2 separate regions of the Sus scrofa genome follow, and region 2 is linked to region 1. The links are chromatin contacts, called in public promoter capture Hi-C maps. All regions are on one chromosome and are shown on one strand. Each heading gives the region's core, a stretch centred on a gene start, on an enhancer-like site or on the middle of the called end of the contact. The rest is flanking DNA. Distances are from core to core; before and after follow the strand shown.

Evidence for each region. Promoter capture Hi-C pulls out the DNA fragments that hold promoters and counts their contacts.
Region 2: a promoter capture Hi-C map of liver shows a contact between it and region 1, with 5 times the contacts expected there. The contact joins the promoter of MYADM here to the promoter of PRKCG in region 1. A contact is called at or near these places in 1 of 5 promoter capture datasets (liver), 20 of 47 Hi-C or Micro-C datasets (alveolar macrophages, blood, brain and 7 more) and 1 of 2 datasets of contacts at active chromatin or transcription factors (skeletal muscle).

What each region holds. Positions count from the first base shown.
Region 1 is chr6:56,233,770-56,240,062 of Sscrofa11.1, forward strand. It overlaps PRKCG (protein kinase C gamma type), which reads right to left and starts at 1,914. Exons shown (of 19, transcript XM_021094907.1): 1 at 71-1,914. MYADM (myeloid-associated differentiation marker) reads right to left here. Exons shown (of 6, transcript XM_021094908.1): 6 at 2,537-4,816. The coding sequence starts at 4,814. The coding sequence ends at 3,846.
Region 2 is chr6:56,276,216-56,282,229 of Sscrofa11.1, forward strand. It overlaps MYADM (myeloid-associated differentiation marker), which reads right to left and starts at 2,362. Exons shown (of 6, transcript XM_021094908.1): 1 at 2,065-2,362; 2 at 1,536-1,662.

The DNA.
Region 1 (6,293 bases), core at 664-3,163:
ACTCTGTCATTGCACAAACTTTGTATTCGTGCTGGGATCCAATGGTGGGCAGGGAGGCTTGGTGTCTCACTTTTTCTGTTGCCACCCGAGTCTTGATTTCTCTCTGGGCTTCTGTGAACTGGACCATCCATGTCTGCTTCTGTGTGTGTCTTTCCCTTGACCTCTGTTCTCTCAGTATTCTTGGCCCTCGGTCTCTCTGGGTGGATCTGGGTACCTGTCCTGGTCTGAGAATTTGCTTTCATTTCTCTGTTTTCTTCACTCTGTGTCCCTATTTATGTTTGTCACTCATCCTATGACCCTCTCTGGATCTGGGTGTGTCTCTCACTCCTTATGTGTCTCACAGTGGATCCGTCTCCCTCTGTCCCTTCCTGTCTCATAAATCCTTCACATCTGTCTCCCCGAAGCTCTTCCTCTCCCTGTCTCTTTGGTTCTGCTTCTGTGAATCTGTCTCTCCCTCCCTCTGCGTCTTTCTCTTTGAGAGGCAATCTCTGTCTCTCTCCCTGTCTCTTTCTCTACGTCCTCTTCTATTTCCCTCTGATTCTCTCCCCTCCTCTCTGTGTCCATGTCTTTGCAGATGCTTCAGTGTCTGTCTCTCTCCCTTCCTATCTCTACGAATCTCTCTCTGTTCGTGCTTACCTCTTTCTCTCTATCGCTGGGGGTCTCTATCTAAATGTTTAAGTTGATCTCTCTCCCTCTCCTCCCCAGCTCTATCTTTGTCCCTTCCTCACCTACTCTATTTGTCTCTCTGGCTCTCCTTCTCGTCTCTGGGGGGTCCCTCCCTTCCTCCACGTCTCTCTGTGATTCAGTCTCTGTTCCTCGCTGGCTTGGGAATGCCCTGTGCGTCTCTGTCTGGGGGTTGGCAGGGTCTCTCCGAACGTTGTCCTTGTCGGTTTCCTCCTGTCTCTCCCCTCCGTCGCCCCAACTGCGTCTCTGCCTCTCTCTGGTGGCTCTCGATTCCTCCCCCGGCTGGCCACAGCGTCTTCGTCCAGGCTCCAGGGAGACCCGCACTGTTGCCAAGGGCAACCATGGCCCGCCCGCGGCTGCGGGGTGCAATGCATTCTGGGACTTGTAGTCTGGACCTGCGGATCGGCTGTTCTCGCAACTCGGCCGAGAACTTCCTCTCCCGGCACGCCCCGCGAATAGGGGCGGGGCGCTGCCGTGGAGCCTGGGGATTCGGGACACCCCCCACTTCTTCTTTGGGACTTTTGGGGGTCGGGGTCCGGCTTCCCGAAGCCGAATGGGAGATGAAAGAATCCGAATCCTCTCCTAACCCCCCAACATGGTGTCTCCTGGCTTTCTAGCCCCCCTCAAGGCGTCCGCCGAGGCCCAGGACAGAGGATAGGGGCCGGGGTGGCCCGGACAACCGATCTGGGAATCCCACCGCGCTCTGTTCCAGTTCTGCTTGGGTTCTTTCCCGAGCCACGAGCCTATCATCCTCGGGTTCTACAGCTACTGTGTCAGATGCCTTCCAGACAGAGTTCAAGCTTGGGATGGGGGAGACGTGGGGGGGCGCGATGTCCTCTGAGAAGGTAGGGACTGGAGTAGGTCAGAATTCTGGAGTGGATACTGCAGAGATGGAAAGGAGGCTTTTCCTAACCACAAAGACATGCCCCTGCTCTAGTTAGCCCTCCCCCACTTCTCCAGCGGGACCCTTCCCTCCCTTGCAGTGTCTCTTCCCAATTGCTTTTGCCGATGTAGGTGGTGCAAGAAATGGGTTGCATGATCCCGGAATTTGCCCAGATTCATGTTTCTTTGGGATTCTCATCAGGCCGGAGAAACAAAATTACCTGTGAGAGATTCATTGCGGAGGAATTCATTTGCTCATCAGGGTGTTCTCTTGACCAGGTGTGTCAAGGAGCTTAGAACTGAGGGTAAAACGGAGCTGGGAGTGGGGATACAGGCAGGATCAGATGCTGAAGGCCTTGACTGAGGGCCGTTGGTATTACCTGTGGGCCACCTGGAGTAGGATCTAGAAGGATTTGAGCAGGGGAGGGCAGGATCAGATCTGGACGTTGAAAGCAGAGTATCCCTCCAGGAGGGCCAGGATGTGCTAGAGGTGGGATGAAGGAGGCCAGGGCCATAGCTCAAATGAAACAAAATGAAAGGAACTTGTGGAGAATGGGACAGATAAAAATAGGATTTAAGAGGAGGAAGAGACAGTATGTGACCAGCCACTGACTGACTGGTAAGAACGAGTGCCTGGGTTTTCAGCCCTGAGAGCTTATTCCTGAGAAGTGGGGAGCCAGAAAAGCACTGATTTTGGAGGAAAGATGCTGCACATTGAGAACAAAACACTGAATTTCTGAAGTGCTCATGCAACTTCCACAAAGGAGAAATCTTGTTCATTTCTATTCCAACTAGCTCTCCTGATTTGAGTGAGTAATTTAGAAAATCCAGACACAGGTAGTCCATCTCCCCTACCCCTCCTCATGAGACCAAAGTTCTCTTGGCTCCAGCCCCTTTCTCCTACCAGACGCAGGAATCTGGGCCTTGCCCTCTTTTCTGGAGCCCATCCCGATAATAAAGCAAGCACAAGTCTTTCTTTTATCTTTATATTGAGTTTTTTTAAAAAATGAACATGATGGATGTGGGAGAAGGGACAAGGCTTCTCTCTCTGATTGACAGCAAGGCCTGATGGGAACCAGAAGCTCCGGGGAATTAAAAAAAAATAAAATATATATTTATACATTTATATAGATCATGTTAGGCGTGTGAGTCCCAGAGAAGCAGGAAGCAGCAGCAGAAAGCAAACTAGCACGCAGAAACACGTGTGTGCACCACACACTCAAGCAAGGCAATTCTTTTCACATTGGCACAGCAACCATTCCCCACCCCCCGAAATAAATGTTTTGAAAAAAAAAAAAAAAAAGAATATCAGCTTAATATCAGCTTTAAGGCTGGCAGTGGCCATTTTTTTTCTTCTCCGGCAAAAGGCAGGAGATACTATTTTTAACACTGAGGCTGGAGGGCGGCATCACTGCCCCTCACACCTATTTCACTCCAAGACCCTGCACTTTTTGCCAGCTCCTTTTTTGGCACCTCAGGGAGTAGCCGGGATGGAAGGCCTCCAGTCCTTGCTTCCTTTAAGATGGCCTGTAGGCAGTGGGCTTTTGGAAGCTCGGCAAAAATTCTGGATCCAATCCCAGGCGAGGCTGAGCACCAGGTGGGGCCTAGGGCGCCAGGATCTATGCTTGAAGCCTCCAGCCCACTGGGAATTCCTGACCTCCAGCATTTTATTTTTGAACTTAAGGAGGCAAGGTGCATTGTATACCCCTCCCTCCTGAGAGAAAGGGGGCCCGATCCCTAGCTACCCACCCCCGCCCCCCAAACACAAGCACAAACACATACACACCAACTAAGGCACAGCCAGGACGGGCAGGCATGCTTTGGCAATGAGGCCCCTCTGGAGGCCCAGGGGATGAAGAGCTGCAAAAGGGTGTGTGACGTGGGGCTCAGCACCTTCTGGGGCTCAGCACCTTTGGACGTGGGAGGGGGGCAGTGGGGCAGCGAAGGGAGATGTCTCAGGGCTCGGGATGGATCAGAGGGAAACGGGGAAGAGGCGGGTCAGGAAGAAGGCAGAGAAAACCAATAGGATGATCAGGACCTGAAACGAGCCCCCACGCAGAACATGAAAAAAAAGAAGAGGCGTCCAAACAGGATGTGGCAACCAAACAAAACAGGAAGGGAGGCAGAGCGGGTGGAGGGGTGAAGGAAACAGATCAGAGAGCAGGAGGAGTCAGGAAGGAGAGAGGGGAGCCAGAGAGAGGACATCAGAGGACCTCGGAACTCGGGAGAGACTCTCAGCTGAGAAGAGGGGAGAGGATGGGGAGCCCCTGGGCGGAGCCTCAGACCCTGACAAAGACCAGGCGGGCCGAGTGCACCAGGTCGGCCACGTAAGCCAGCAGGTTGATGGCTGTCAGGATGGCCACAGCCAGACGTCGGTCCCAGGGGCACACGTAATAGGTGTGCCGGTCGCCGCAGCCTGGATCCATGGACCGCCGGGGATGGCCGCCATACTTCTGGTCGAACTGGTAGAGCGGCCAGAGGACCAGAGCCGTGGCATAGAAGAGGACGGAGATCAGGGCCAGCCCGGACAGGAAAGTGGGGAAGGCGATGGGCAGCACGTTCGTGCAGTCGCCCAGGTTCAGCAGGATGGCCACAGCCGCCAGGATGAAGCAGATGGAGTACACGGCCACGCACCACTCCAGGGCTGGCTGGTGCTGGTACAGGTTGGGGTTGCTGATGAAGGCGAAGATGACACAGGCCACGAAGGTCTCCAGCACCTTGAGCAGGCCTGGCACGGTGGCCATGTAGCCGGTGATCTCGCCGGGCCGGGCCCGGGTCCAGGCCACTTCGGTGGCATAAGCCACACAGGCGATGCAGGAGAAGGCGGTTGCGGCGATGGCATGGTCCCGGGAGCGGCCGTGGGACAAGAACTGGACGTAGGTGGTGGGGTAGATGATGGAGGCCGAGAGGCAGAAGAGGGCGGCGTAGCAGGCGTAGGTGATGGGGAAGTTGCGCCAGGACAGGGGGAAGCGGGCCTGGAGCCCCGCTAACTCGACGATGAGGATGATGAGGGTCACGGCGAAGCAGAAGCACCACGTGAACATGGACCAGTTACCCATGGCTCCGGTCCACGCGCCCACGCTGGCCACCAGTGAGAAGGCCACGCAGGTGGAGATCAGCTGCAGCAGGCGGAGGAGGCCCAGGGGCTGGGTCAGTGCCCGAGGGGACCCCACGATGGTCGAGGAGCCCAGGCCCGAGGACGACGACGTGGTTGTCGTGATGGTGGTACGGGTCACCGTCACCGGCATGGCTGGGGCGGGGGAGGGAGGGGAAAGAAAGTCTCCTAAGAGATCCCACTGTGGTGTAACGGCGATCGGCAGCATCTCAGGAGTGCTGGGACACAGGTTCGATCCCCCAGCCCGCCAGCACGGTGGGTGAAGGACCTGTTGCCGCAGCGGTGGCTGCTCAGGTCTCACCTGCCGCTTGGATCTGATCCCGGGCCGCGAACTCCACATGCCGCGGGATGGCCAAAAAGAAAGTATCCTAGGAAGGTTCCAAACTGGAGGACCCAGGCCCCCAGCACTTGCCTCCCCGGGGTGGGGATGAGGGGGTATATATGGACAAAGTAATGTGGACTTGAACTGGGGGTGCCCAGGAGGCGGGGCCTTTCAGGTTTCAGATTGGGCCAATCCCAGGCCTGCCTGGAGGAGGGGTCATCCTGGTGCTAGCCCCCTCCTCCTTCCACCCCCAGTTTTCCTACCTCCCACGTCGGAATTCAGGACTGTTGGCCCCCCTCTCTCTTCTTCCCCAAACCCCCTTTCCTCTCTCTGAAAGCCAACTTCTGCCAAGCTGTGTCTCTTTCTTCCCACCCCAGACAAGCAAAGCAGCCCTCCTTCCTCCAGAGACTCAAAGATTCTGCTCTAAATTACATCCCCCTACCTTGCCCTCCCCATTGCCCCTGCCAGAAGAAGAGGCCCTAGCTTCTGTGACTTCTTCTCTCTCTCTTTCTTTAGGGCCGCACCCATGGCTAGGGGTCAAATCGGAGCTGTAGCTGCTGGCCTGCACCACAGCCACAGCAATGCCAGATCCTAAGCCATGTCTGCAACCTACACCACAGTTCCTGGCAACGCCAGATCCTTCACCCACTGAGCGAGGCCAGGGATCGAACTTGCATCCTCATGGATGCTAGTCAGATTTGTTTCTTCTGAGCCCTGATGGGAAGTCCTCTCTTTTTTCCAAATTTTGTTGTTTTTCTTTTTAGGGCCACACCTGTGACGTGGAAGTTCCCAGGTGAGGGGTCGAATGGGAGCCGCAGCTGCAGGCCTACACTACAGCCAGGGCCACATCAGATCCAAGATGCATCTGCAGGCTAAGTTGCAGCTTGTGGCAACGTTGGTTCCTTAACCCACATCCTTGCAGAGATAGTGTTGGGCCCTTACCCCTCTGAGCCACAGTGAGAACTCCTGTGGCTTCTTAAAAACCTCATCTCTGCACTTCCTCCCTTAGGGTACTCAGGGTTCTGCAACCCAGTCCCCGTGCCCAACTTCCCTCTTTCACTGAATGGCCCCATACGAGCCATTCTCAAGTCTGATCAGAGCTTCCAACCTCCCAGCCCATCTCCTCTCACCGAGCAGGGGTCTGGTCCCAGCTCCTGGAAGATCAAGAACGCTCCCCTCCCTCTTGGACCTGGGTCTTCTGCCTCAGCAGTTCCTCCTCCCGTGTCCACACCCACATGGATTTAGGTCTGGGGTAATTCAACTCAAAGGAAACTGAGCTTTCGCCTACTC
Region 2 (6,014 bases), core at 1,112-3,611, 43 kb after region 1:
GCGCCCCACAGAAAATACAGTTAAACTGATGATGGAAAGAAGGAAAAAAAAATCAGATCTGAATGAAGAGATTCAAAGGCCAAGGGACAGAAAGACAGACCAAGAAGATCCCAAAATACCTGAATAGAAACTGCTGACGGAAGAACGCCAAACAGTGGAACAAAACAAGTCAGAAAAATCAACATCTAATAAACGCATCTGAAAGAAAGGCTTTGGGCCTTTGAATTGAAGGAGAGTCGTCGGTGAGACACGTGCTAGGAAAACTACCAGTTGTTTGTGTTTGTTTAGGAAAATAATTATTTACAGATCTGAGCAACAGATCAAGTTAATGTAGAAGGGCAAGCCAGTCAGATTAGTATCACATTTTTTGATGGCAGTACCGTGTTCCAGGAGATGGTGGTTTAACAAGTGGATGATACTTAACATAAGCGTTTTTTGTTTATTATTTTTTTGATTTTTAGGGCCACACCCGTGGCATATGGAGGTTCTCAGGCTAGGGGGCCAATCGGAGCTGTAGGTGCCAGCCTAGCCACAGCCACAGCAACACAGGATCCAAGGCACATCTTCGACCTACACCACAGGTCACAGCTAGTGGGGTTTTTTTTGTTTTTTTGGTCTTTTTGCCTTTTGAGGGCTGCTCCCGCGGCATATGGAGGTTCCCAGGCTAGGGGTCTAATTGGAGCTATAGCCACCGGCCTGTGCCAGAGCCACAGCAACGCCGGATCTGAGGTGAGTCTGCCACCTACACCACAGCTCACGGCAACGCTGGATCCTTAACCTGCTGAGCAAGGCCAGGGATTGAACCCACAACCTCATGGTTCCTAGTTGGATTCATTAACCACTGAGCCAGACGGGAACTCCTTTTTTTTTAAATAATAAAAAAAAAATCTTGACGAAGTGGGGCTTATTCTAGGAATGCAAAGATGGCCCACATTTGGAGATTATTAAATGAACTTTATCATCCTAACAGAGCTAAGAATAATCACACGATTGTCCCCGGATATACTAAAGGGACACGATGAAATTTAATGTATATGGAGGTTAACACATAATGTAATAGGAATATTTTTAAAATATTGATAGAAGAGTCCCTGCTGTGGTGCAACAGGATCAGCGGCTTCCCTGGAGCCTAGGGACACGGGTTCGATTCCCAGCCCAGCACAGTGGGTTAAGGCTCTGACGTTGCCGCCACCAAGGCAGCCTTGGTCGGAACGGCAGCTCTGATCTGGCCCCTGGCTCAGGAACTTCCATATACCCCGGCGTGGCCAAAAAGGGAAAAAAAAAAAAAAAAAAAAAAAGTTTTTTTAAAGAAATAAAATATTGATAGCCTAAAATTCAAGATCTCAATGAGCAAATGTTAGAAGCTGTGATAAAAATAACCCGAGAATCGGAATTTACATCAGGGCCAAGCCAAGAACCCCCACGATCTTCGCTGCAACCGCACACAGATAACACATCCTCCACAGAGGAGCGGCTGGCCTTGACCATCGCGCCCCCCCTCCCCCCACCGCGAGACACTCTGATCTCCGACTCACCTGCCACGGAAAGTGTTCCGAGGAAGAGACTCCGCTTTCCGTGACTCAGCACTTTCGTTTGCTCAGCGATCTTTGCGTAGCTCCTGCTTTTGGGCACTCGTTCAGGTGCGCGTGCTGTCCCGCTGGGCTGGGACAGAAGAGATCCTGGGGTCAGGGTGACACAGTCTCCCCCACGTTTCTCTTCGTTTCCCTAAAGGGTTCTCGCAGGATCCATAGCTGCGACTTTCTTCCTCCCGACAAATGGGCTTGTTTGAGGAAAACCGAGCCGGGAGCGTAAACCGGTGCCTTTCTCTGCTCCCCCTCCCCCCCGCCCGACTCACTCCAGGGTTGTTAGTCGCCGGGTACTTTTTAATGCGGCCATGAACTAGGAGACAGAGGGAGGGATATTTTCTCAGCTGTTTTCTTTCTCCCCCTTCCTTCCAAACTAAAGCAGTGAATTGCTTGCCCTGCCGTTAGATGCATATACGATCCGGTACCCCCGAAAGCATCTGTTCTCTTAGAGTGGAATCCTTTACCAGAATCCACCTACCCGCGTGGCTTGCTGAGTAGGGCTTGGATCCTTGTTCCGGATCTGAAACACGTGACCACCTTCATCGCCAAAACTGCCACGCAACTTTGGGAACTGTCTTTCCCCTCTGCTCAGAATCACTGGCTTTTAAAAATTAAGAGGTTTTTCGTTCCCCTCCTTCGAGAACAATAGCATCGTTTAACTTGGAGTTTCTTAGAGTGTTACTAAGATATCCCAATTTGGCGACTGTTAAATGGAAGCTAATACCTCTGCTCCTTGAGATTATTCCTAGTTGCTCTCACGTGCTCAGCTGTGCTCAGGCGTGAATCATGTAAAAGGTTGCCCTGGCGACGCTTTGATGAGTTTCACTTCCCGCTGCTGCAAGGCTGGCTTTGTTTTTTTTGCTGCTGTGTTGGCGCGCCCTCTGCTGGGGATACACACGCTCTGCAGTCTCGGGCCCGTCCAGGCTGGACTCTGAGGCAAAGGTCAGAGGTCCCTTTACAAAATTTAACAAGGGGCCCTCTCACCGTACCCTGGGAATATAGTTCCAAGTTTGCTTATGACCATCCATGGAAGCTTCAAGTTTATTAAAAAAAAATGTCCCTTGCCCTGATTGCGCGGCAATTAAGATATAATTATTTCTGATTTGCAGGCCCTGTGAATTATGTAATTGAAGCCTCAGTCTGCTCATAAGTAAAAGCTGACTCCTCAGTTACCTGCTCATTAAACTTTGAGTGGATTCACACGTGGGCGAGAGAGGTTTATTGCAACAGCCAGCTCTGCTCCCAATAGTTTTAAATACAAACTTTGACGTGTTCCTACAAGTACCTGGATGGAAGAGATATCTAAATGCAGCTTTTTTGTGCAGTTTGGCATCTCCCAAACTAGGAAGCATCTTGTCATTGAAGGCATATTACTCTAGGGGTTCAAGCCGGAGTGGCCATAAATACATGGAAGTCACTTAAATGTCCATCAACAGATAAATGGATAAGGAAGACAAGATACATACATAGATGGAATATTACCAGCCAGAAAAAGAATAAAATTTCCCCACTGGCAGCACCATGGATGGACCTAGATCATATCATAGAAAGTGAAGAAAATCAGATTTAAAAGGCTAAATACTATATAATATCACTTACTGTGGAATCTAAAAATGGTACAAATGAATCTATAGAGAAACAGAAACAGACTTATAGCGAACGTATTTATGGTGACAAAAAAGGAAGTTGGCGGGACAAATTATGGGAATGGGAATGGGAATGGGATTAACAGACACACATGGCCATATGTAAAATAAACAAGGATTTACTGCGGAGTAAGGGAACTAAACCTTATCTTGTAATAAATTAAAATGGAAAGGAATAAAAAAAGTCTATATGTATAGCCGAATTCCTTTGCTGAACACCTGACACTAACACAATCTTGTAAATCAAACAGGCTTCAACTGAAAAAAAAAGATTCTTTGGCCACTGCCAATGATGGTCACATCCGCCTGCTGCAAGGCGAAGGCTGTTTCTCCTGCTGTGTTGGCGCGCCATCTGCTGGTGATACCGCTGCAATGCAGGCACCGGCACTGCAGTCTGGTCAGTGAGACAGAAGTCAGAAGTCCCTCTGAAAAATCCACCAAGAGGCCCCCTTCAAGGTCCCCTAGAAAAATCATTCAAAATTTGACTCTCGCCATCCATGGAAGGTCTGACTGAAAAATTCTCTTGCCCTAATTGACTGCTGGGCGATGAGAAAAACGTTTTAATGGTTTGTAGGTACAGTGAATTATGTAATTGAAGCCTCAATCTGCTCATATGTGAAAGCTGACTCCTCAATTACCTCGTGTGCTCATGAACCTCTTGAGTAGATTCACATGTGGGCTTAAAAAACTCTCAGGACAGCGAGCTCTGGTTTCAGTAGCTTTAAATACAAAAAAGAACGTAGAAGTGTTCCTGAAACCAACTAGGTGGTAGGGTTTTCTAAATGCACATTTTGGACACTTCAGCATCTCCCAAACTAGGATGAGTCTTGTCATTGAAGGCACATTATTCTAGGGGTTCAGCAGGAGTGGCCATACAGATATGGATGCTACTTTAATATCCATCAACGGAAAAATGGATACGGAAAATATGGTGTATATATGTAGATGGAATTTTCACCTGGCAGCAACATGGATGTACCTAGAGGATATCATGGAAAGTGAAGAGAATCAGACAGAAAAGCATATTGTATGATATCACTAACTGTGGGTGAATCTAAAAATGGTACAAATGAATCTATATAGAATATAGAGACAGAAACAGACTCATAGACATTGCAAACATACTTATGGTCCCGAAAAGGAATCAGGGAGGCAGAGACTTTGGATATGGGATTCACAGATACACAGGACCATATAGAATATAGATAAGCAGCAAAGATTAACTGCGGAGTGAGGGAACTATATTCAATATCATATAAAAATTGAAATGGTAAGGAATCAAAAAAATATATATGTATAGCTGAATCGCTTTGCAGAACATCTGTCACTAACGCAATCTTGTAAATCAACTAGACTTCAAGTTAAAAAGATTCAGGGGCGTCTCTTGATGAATAGCCCATCCTCCTGCTGCAAGGCTGGCTCTGTGTCTCCTGCTGAGCTGGCCCGCCCTCTGGTGGTAATACAGGTGCACTGCAGGCACGGACCCGTGCCGCCTGGGCTCTGGGACCGACGTCAGAAGTCCCTCCGTAAAACTCAACAAAAAGCCCCCTACATGGTCCTCTAGGGAAATCATTCAAGTTTTGACTATCACCACCCATGGACGCTCCGGTTAATAAATTCTCTTTCCCTAATGGACTTCTGGGCCACGAGAAAAATTACCTATGATTTATAGGTACTGTGAACTATGTAACTTAAGCTTCCATTGGCTCATATGTAAAAGCTGACTCCTCAATTAGCTCGCGTGCTCGTTCATTTTCTTTAGTGGATTCACATGTGGGCATAAGACGTTTGTCAGGACAGCTAGCTCTGCTCCCAGGAGTTTTATATACAATCTTTGAAATGTAAAAGTGTTCCTGAAAGTAACTGGATGGAACAAGTATCTAAATGCATGGTCTTTTTGCATAGTTCAGCATTTCCAAAATTAGGACGCCTCTTGTCACTGAAGGCATATTATTCTAGGCGTTCAAGCAGAGTGACATAAAGATACGGATGCTACTTAAATGTCCACCAACAGATTAATGGATAAGGAAGAGATGGTGCATGTAGAGCTGGAGGATTACCAGTCAGCAAAAGACTAAAAATTTCCCTGGAAGCAACATGGGTGGACCTAGAGGAAAATCATAGAAAGTCCGACAGAAAAGGATAAATATTGCATGATATCACTAAGGGTGGGATCTACACATGGTACAAATGAATCTATATAGAAACAGAAACAGACTTATTGACACAGAGAAGATACGGTCACCAAAGGGAAGGAGGAGGGACAAATTATGGTAATGGGATTAACAGAGACACACAACCACATGTGAAATAAACGCTGGGATCTACTGTGGAGTAAGGGCACTATATTCAATAGCTTGCAATAAATTAAAATTGTAAGGAATTAAAAAAATATATGTGTGTGTACCTGGATCCCTTTGCTGAACACCTGACACTCGCACAATCTTGTAAATCAAATAGACTTTAGCTAAAAAGGATTTACTGTAGAGTAAGGGAATTTTATTCAATATCTTGCAATAAATGAAAATGGTAAGGAATCAAATATATATATTCTTAATATATATATGTTAACCCTTTGCTTAACACCTTACACACTCACAATATTGGGATTCAACTAGCTTTCAATTAAAAAAAAAAATAAAAGTTCTGGGGCAACTCTAGAGAATAGCACATCCTCCCACCGCAAAGCTGGCTCTGCTTCTCCTGCTGTGTTGGCGCGCCATCTGGTGGCGATACACATGCAGGCACCGGCCAGGGCTGCCTGGGTTTTGAGACAGAGGGT